2 separate regions of the Pan troglodytes genome follow, and region 1 is linked to region 2. Evidence: chromatin contacts called from public Hi-C data. All regions are on one chromosome and are shown on one strand. The core of a region is the stretch at or near the end of the contact, and the rest is flanking DNA. Distances in the headings are between cores, read along the strand shown.

What was found. A called contact is a pair of places that touch in the nucleus more often than the background predicts.
Region 1: a Hi-C map of induced pluripotent stem cells shows a contact between it and region 2, with 1.8 times the contacts expected there. The contact joins the promoter of RCAN1 here to the enhancer-like site in region 2. A contact is called at or near these places in 5 of 7 Hi-C or Micro-C datasets (blood, induced pluripotent stem cells, a lymphoblastoid cell line and 1 more), 1 of 1 datasets of contacts at active chromatin or transcription factors (stem cell-derived excitatory neurons) and 1 of 1 other capture datasets (stem cell-derived neural stem cells).

The regions. Positions count from the first base shown.
Region 1 is chr22:35,326,304-35,329,905 of NHGRI_mPanTro3-v2.0_pri, reverse strand. RCAN1 (regulator of calcineurin 1) reads left to right here and starts at 1,975. Exons shown (of 4, transcript NM_001098557.1): 1 at 1,975-2,087.
Region 2 is chr22:35,150,069-35,153,483 of NHGRI_mPanTro3-v2.0_pri, reverse strand. No RefSeq gene overlaps it. Among named protein-coding and RNA genes, the nearest start is that of SMIM34, 18 kb to the right of the region's middle. Within about 2 kb of position 1,708, at least 1 of the 24 cell types and tissues checked has an H3K27ac peak or open chromatin away from gene starts, as enhancers often do. A contact at or near this core is called in induced pluripotent stem cells, where this site is marked.

The DNA of each region.
Region 1 (3,602 bases), core at 726-3,225, 180 kb before region 2:
ACAGTATGACGGTTCCAATTTCTTCACATCCTCATATCATATTCTATTTTATGAGTTATCTCTAGATGGGTATTATTATTCCTCTTGGGTTCAACTCCCTGAGGACACAAACTGTCCTAAGACTATGATAATAGTAATCATAGAACCGTGCACATGGCAAGTTCTGAATAAATCTCAGCTGTTGGATATACTTTTTGTTATAATTACTAACACTTCCTAACTAGAGAGTAAGCCTACTCTAAGAAAAAATATAACTGTAATTTCACAACCTCCAAAGAACCCAGTGCATAAACAGCTACCATTTATTAAGCACTGACCGAATTCTTAGTAATATGTCCTCATTTTTTTCAGATGAGGAAACTAAGATTCAGCTTATTTGTACAAGTAGTTAAAAAGCAAAGCTGAAATTCAGACCCAAGTTCTCACTGTATCATACTGTCCAAAAAAGAATTCTATTTTTCAGGAAGAGACATGTCTGCTCACTTGAGGTCCTCTTATTTTTCCGCTATTCCCCAAAGGAAAGGGGTGATCTCTTAATTCTTTCGTTATGTCCTATTGTACATAGCAAATAGTGGTAATTCAGAAAAATTACTTCTAATTACATAAATTTTCACAATGGTATAGTGACTAATACGCTGAAATAGAAAAGTAAGGCATTGTTATCATGGTCTAGTTCAGTCTTATTGCGACTATATCTGATAATATACGGTAAGCATCTAACCACTTGCCAGGGGCCACAGAGCCACAGGGAGACTATGTCTCGCTTAAATTCCCAAAAGTGGGCCCCTGTGCTTCAAAACGTCCCCGCATGGGAACCACAAAAACGTTGCCTCCCCAGTTATCACCCCAAGGGCCCAAGAGCCGAGGACTCTGCCCGGCGTCCTTCAGCTGCCACCAGCTGTCAGAAAAGCGGAACTGGGGACGAGGACTTTGCCCCTAACCAACATGGCCGCCCTGAGGCTTCGGGCTTCGGGCGGCAGAAGGAAGGTCACGTGAAGAGAATTCCGTTCCTTTATTGGCCCCGTCTCCTGGAAGGGCGGGGTACAATAACCCAACCGGCGCCGGCCTTAAAGGGGCCACCGTTGGATCCGCCGGTGGCCGGCCCTAGGGGCTGGGGCGGGGGCGGGCGCCGCGCCGGGTTTCTGCCCCTCCCGCGCGGAACGGTGACAGGCGGGGCTGGCGCTGGGAGGCCGTGTCGCTGGGAGACTGCTGACAGCCCGCCGCCTGCCGCCGCGCGATCCCGAGGGGGTTAACGGCGGAGCCGCCGGCCGGGCGCGGACGGGAGCGCGTGAGGCTCCGGCGCGCAAGCCCGGCGCAGCCCGCTGGGGCGCACAGGGGCGCGCGGGCGCGGGGATGGAGGACGGCGTGGCCGGTCCCCGGCTCGGGGCCGCGGCGGAGGCGGCGGAGGCGGCCGAGGCGCGAGCGCGGCCCGGGGTGACGCTGCGGCCCTTCGCGCCCCTCTCGGGGGCGGCCGAGGCGGACGAGGGCGACGGCGACTGGAGCTTCATTGACTGCGAGATGGAGGAGGTGGACCTGCAGGACCTGCCCAGCGCCACCATCGCCTGTCACCTGGACCCGCGCGTGTTCGTGGACGGCCTGTGCCGGGTGAGGGCCGCGCCGGGCGGGCCGTCGGGGCGGAGGGCGGACACTTGTTGCCCGAGGAGGCGGCGTGGGTCGCAGCGCCCAGTCCCGGCCGCGCGCGGGGCGGGGAGGCAGCGACGCCCCCCGGGCTGCTCGGCCGCGGACCCGTCAGGGCTGGGGCGTGGGGACGGCGCCCCGAGGGTCCCGGTCCCCTAGCACCCCCGGGGCGCGCGGAGCTCACTGCAGAGTCCCACAGGCTCGCCCCGGCCCCCGTGTGCGCCCAGGCTGGTGCGACTAGGGGGGTGAATTCGCTCCCCAAGGCGGGGCAGCGCCGCCGCCCCCTGCGCTCTCGCCATCGCCCCGCATTTACTCGCTGGAGGAGGGGGTCACCTCATTCCTAGGGAGGAGGAAACAGACGTTGAGCGGCGACGTGACTCAGTGTTCATAAATAGGACGACGTCCCTGCATTCCCAATCTGCACTATTGGAAGAAAAGCCAATGTTTGGGTGAGGATCCGTGGTTGCTCATTAGCCAGCGGCTGGCCAGTTTTGGTGGAATTGTGTTGGGGGGAAGGGGACCATCTTTCAGACCTTTAGGATATTTAGTCAAGAACCTTGCCCCCTTGCGTGAAGGTGTGGCTTGCCGCCATCGGGGACACCCAGTACATGGGGAGTCGACTCCTTCCCCCGCCTCCCCCCACCCCCGCAAAATCCACACAATTTAGACACTTTGGAGGGTGAGGGGCAGGTATGAGTAATCAATAATGGTGGTGGGGAGGAGGAATTTATTTCAAATCTGCAGTTATTGTGCAGAATAAAATGTGGACAACGTGGGCGTCACAGAATGAAACCGGTCTTTGAGAGATGCCCCATTAGGAGAGCAGCTGTCAAAAAAAGCAGTGCTTTCAGCGCTTGGCTGTGGGTCCACAAATGCTGTCAGTGAACTATAGTTGAAGGCTGCTGCCAATACAACACCACTGTGAAACAGAATGGTGTGCGTAAGTGTCATTTATTTATAATTTATATGTTCACTTACTTTCTGAAAGGAATTACAATGGCCGTGTGCTTAGGTAAGCTTCCAGGCATGCTTTCTAGAGCAGCAATTGTCAGGAACTCAGGGTCTTACTGATTGATCTTACTCTAAAACCTTTTCCTCTCCATATAAACTAAGCGCTAGCCAGCATTTCAAACCTTTTCCTTAGGAGTTCTAGGCTGTCTTTCTGCTAGAACAAGGTCAAGTCACGTAAGACGGCACTTACTTGCAGTGTTGGAGACAATTTTTTCCAGTGTTGGATACAATCCTGAAATTGTGTTGTATGAAAGTTTGCCCACTTCGCTAGCTATTCATTTTAACAAATATTTATTGAGACTTCGCTACGGGATAGGTACTGTCCTAGGCTCTGAGGCTGCATCAGTAGATAAAATAGCATTTCTGCCTCCAGGGTTGACATTTTTTGGAAGGGAAACAAGCAATAAAGAAATATCAAATGTATCAGAAAGTAATGATGCTATAGGAAAAAGTAAGACTTGGAGGGCAGGAGGAGGGAGTGGAGATCTGGGAGTGGAAGGGAGATTGCTATTTTCCATAAGATGATCAGGGAAGGTCTTACTGATACGGTGATATTTTGAGCAGAGACAATGTAGCATTGGTTCATTCAGGCTTTGCTGTCTATTGAGTGCTTACTGTGTTCCAGCCACTGGTTTAGGCCCAGAGGATAAAGCAGGGAACATTTCAAGCTCCTTGCTTTCATGGAGCTTAGGATCCAGTGGTTGAGGGGGAGATAGACAATAGGAAAAAGGCAAGTGAGCAAGATCATTTCGGATAGTGATAAATGCGACGAAGAGACTGAAACAGGGATAGAGAGCAAGGGGAGGGGGCTTGGTCAGAGTGGTCAGGTCCTAACACTGTGGGGGTTTTGTTGAAGAGCTGGTGAATTGCGGCAGTCCTGAGGGAACTAACAAGGGATGTCCAGGCCTGCAGCCATGAGCAACAGCTGGAAGCTGGAGCTGGGGGAGGAAGTC
Region 2 (3,415 bases), core at 459-2,958:
TTTCAACTCCTTTGGGTAAATACCTAGGAATATAGTTGCTGGATCGTATGGTAAGAGTACACGTCGTTTTGTAAAGAGCTGCCAAACTGTGTTCCAAACTGGCTGCACTATTTTGCATTACCACCAGCAATGAATGCGGATAAAAAATGCCACATCCTTACCAGCATTTGGTGTTGTCAGTGTTCTGGGTTTTGGCCATTCCAATAGGTGTGTAGCCCACTGTATTCATCAGGGTTCTCTAGAGGGACAGAACTAATGGAATGAATATATGTATATGTATATATATATATGTATATGTATATATATGTATATGTATATATATGTGTATATATGTATATGTATATATGTATATATGTATATGTATATGTGTATATATGTATATGTATATATTTGTGTATATATGTATATGTATATATGTATATATGTATATGTATATGTGTATATATGTATATATGTATATGTGTATATATGTGTATATATGTATATGTGTATATATGTATGTGTATATATGTATATATGTATATATATATTCCAGTATATGTGTGTATACACACACACACACACACATATACACACACACACACATAATATAAACAGGAGTCTATTAAGTATTAACTCACACAATCATAAGGTCCCACAATAGGCTGTCTGCAAGCTGAGAAGCCAGAAGAGCCAGTCTGATTCCAAAACTGAAGAACTTGGAGTCCGATGTTCCAGGGCGGGAAGCATCCAGCACAGGAGAAAGATAGAGGCTAGAAGGCTAGGCTTGTCTCTCCTTTTCACATTTTTCTGCCTGCTTGTATTCTAGCCGAGCTGGCAGCTGATTCGTTGGTGGCCACCCAGATGAAGGGTGGATCTGCCTTTCCCAGCCCACTGACTCAAATGTTGATCTCCTTTGGCAACACCCTCACAGACACACCCAGGATCAATACTTTGTATCCAATCAAGCTGGCACTCAGTATTAACCACCACACCCACCACCTGTTTTTGTAAATAAAGTGTTATTGGAACACGGACACACTCTTGGTTTCTATATTAATACTATTCATGGGTGCATTCATGCTGCAAAGGCCGAGTTGGGTCCTTGTGATAGAGAACGTATGGACCACACATCCAAAAATATTTACTACCTGTCTCTCTGCAGAAAAGAGTGTGCTGACCTCTGTTCTAGAATCATCCCGAAGTTTTCGACTATGTGGCTAAATGTGGTCCCTTTGGCCCCCTATGGCCTTACGGATGCACTTTCTGGGGCACCCAAGCACAGGAGCCACGGGTTCCCACGCACCGTGGGAACTCCCTCAGTCAGACTGAGGCAGGCCCTGGCTCAACAGATGCCACGGTTCTTTGGGAGAATTTTGTCTAAATGTAAAATACCAGAATTTGTTTGTTTGTTTGTTTGTTTGTTTTTTAAAAAAGCTAACAAGTAACTATCACTAAGCCCAGAATTAAGCACTTACTTGTTTGACTGCTTTCATATACAATTGCTTACGTATGTGCATGTGTCAGATCCACAGATCTGACTGTTGTTATGCTTTCTAGCATACATAGCTCCCATTCCGTACATAGCTCCCGGCTGCCTCATTGGCGCCCTCTATTGAAAACCCTTGGCCTAGACACCCGGGGAATCCGTCTGTGGGGGCTCCTTGGCGGTGGCCCCATTGTTATGGAAGCTTCTCGCCACAGGGGGGCAGAGCATCCATGGGTACTACGTAGCCCTGCGGTGCAAGAATCCCGCAGGTCCCAAAGTGACTTCGGAGCATGCTTCCAGAGCCTACAGGTCTACACCAGCAATGCCGGGGGTGCTGAAACAGAGGGAGACTGAATCACTGAATTTCACAGGGCTTTTTGGGTTAAAGTCAGGACAATTTGAACATGCAGTTTACTTCGCTGTCTGATTGTGAGCCAGCATGTTTCTTTTTTTCTTTTATTTTTTCTTCTAAAAAACTTTTCTTTTTTAAATTATGATGATTATTTTACAAACCTTGTGTTGAGAGCTGACTTTCAATAGATCGCAGAGAGGGAGAGCTTGTTTCTCTTATACAGGGGAACATTCCTGCAAGAAGATGCAAATCAGGCACATCAGGCACACAGATGGAAGTTAAAACCAATTTAATAAAATGTTTGAAGCGAGAATTGCAAACATACTCTCACAGAAACAGCTGATTCCCTGAAAGAGTTAATATGTTTGTTGTAAACTCTTGACACTTAAAAAAATAATTTACCTTTTCAATAGATAATAGACACATAGTAAAAATAAACAAATAAACCATTTTTTAAAATACTGCCTAGAGGTAATAAAGGGATTCTTATGTCTCCTTTCAGAAATATTTTATGCACATACAAGAATATCCAGCTTTTATATACAAATGATGGCACACGGCACACACCAATGGGCACCATACTTATTTTCCCCCTATTTAGCAACATATGGAAGATTGTTCTTTTGTTTTTTGAGACAAGGTCACGCTATGTTGCCCAGGCTGGAGTGCAGTGCAGTGGTGTGATACGGCTCACTGTGGCCTCAAACTCCTGGCTCAAGGCCTCCTCCCCTCTCAGCCTCTCAAGTAGCTGGGACTACAGGTGTGCACCACCATGCCTGTCTTTCCTTTTCTTTCCTTTCCTTTTCTTCCTTCCTTCCTTTCCCTCCCTCCCTCCCTCCCTCCCTCCCTCCCTCCCTCTCTTTCTTTCTTTCTTTCTTTCTTTCTTTCTTTCTTTCTTTTTCTCTTTTTTTTTTTTGAGTCTCACTCTGCTGCCCGGGCTGGAGTGCAATGGTGCAATCCCGGCTCACTGCAACCTCTGCCTCATGGGTTCAAGTGATTCTTCTGCCTCAGCCTCCTTAGTAGCTGGGACTACAGGCCCCTCGCCGTCACCACACCCTGCTAATTTTTGTATTTTTAGTAGAGACAGGATTTCACCATGTTGGCCAGGCTGGTGTCGAACTCCTGACCTCAGGATCCACCCACCTCAGTCTCCCAAAGTGCTGGGATTACAGGTGTGAGCCACCACGCCCGGCCACTTCCTATTTCTTTCAATGCTTGCACAGGAGCCCATTGCATGGATCTTCATACTCTCTTTAATCAGTTCTCTCTCAATGAGCATTTATGTAGTTTCCAATCTTTTGCTGTTACAAACAATGGAGACAATGGGTCAATGACTATGCCCTGTAAACAGGCTCATACCTAAGTCCCCCAAATTCTTAGTAGATGAATGACTGAACAGAAGGTATATACGGTATACATCTTAATAATGCCAATTATCCTTAAGCATGCCAATAATAATAACTGACCTCTATGAGCTTCACCGTGTCAGACACCATTCTGACACTGCCTTAGATACATGAACTAAACTGTGGAGGAGGCTCTGCGAGTAGCCCCATTTTACAGTTGATCTTTACTCATCTACTGGTAGTTGAATG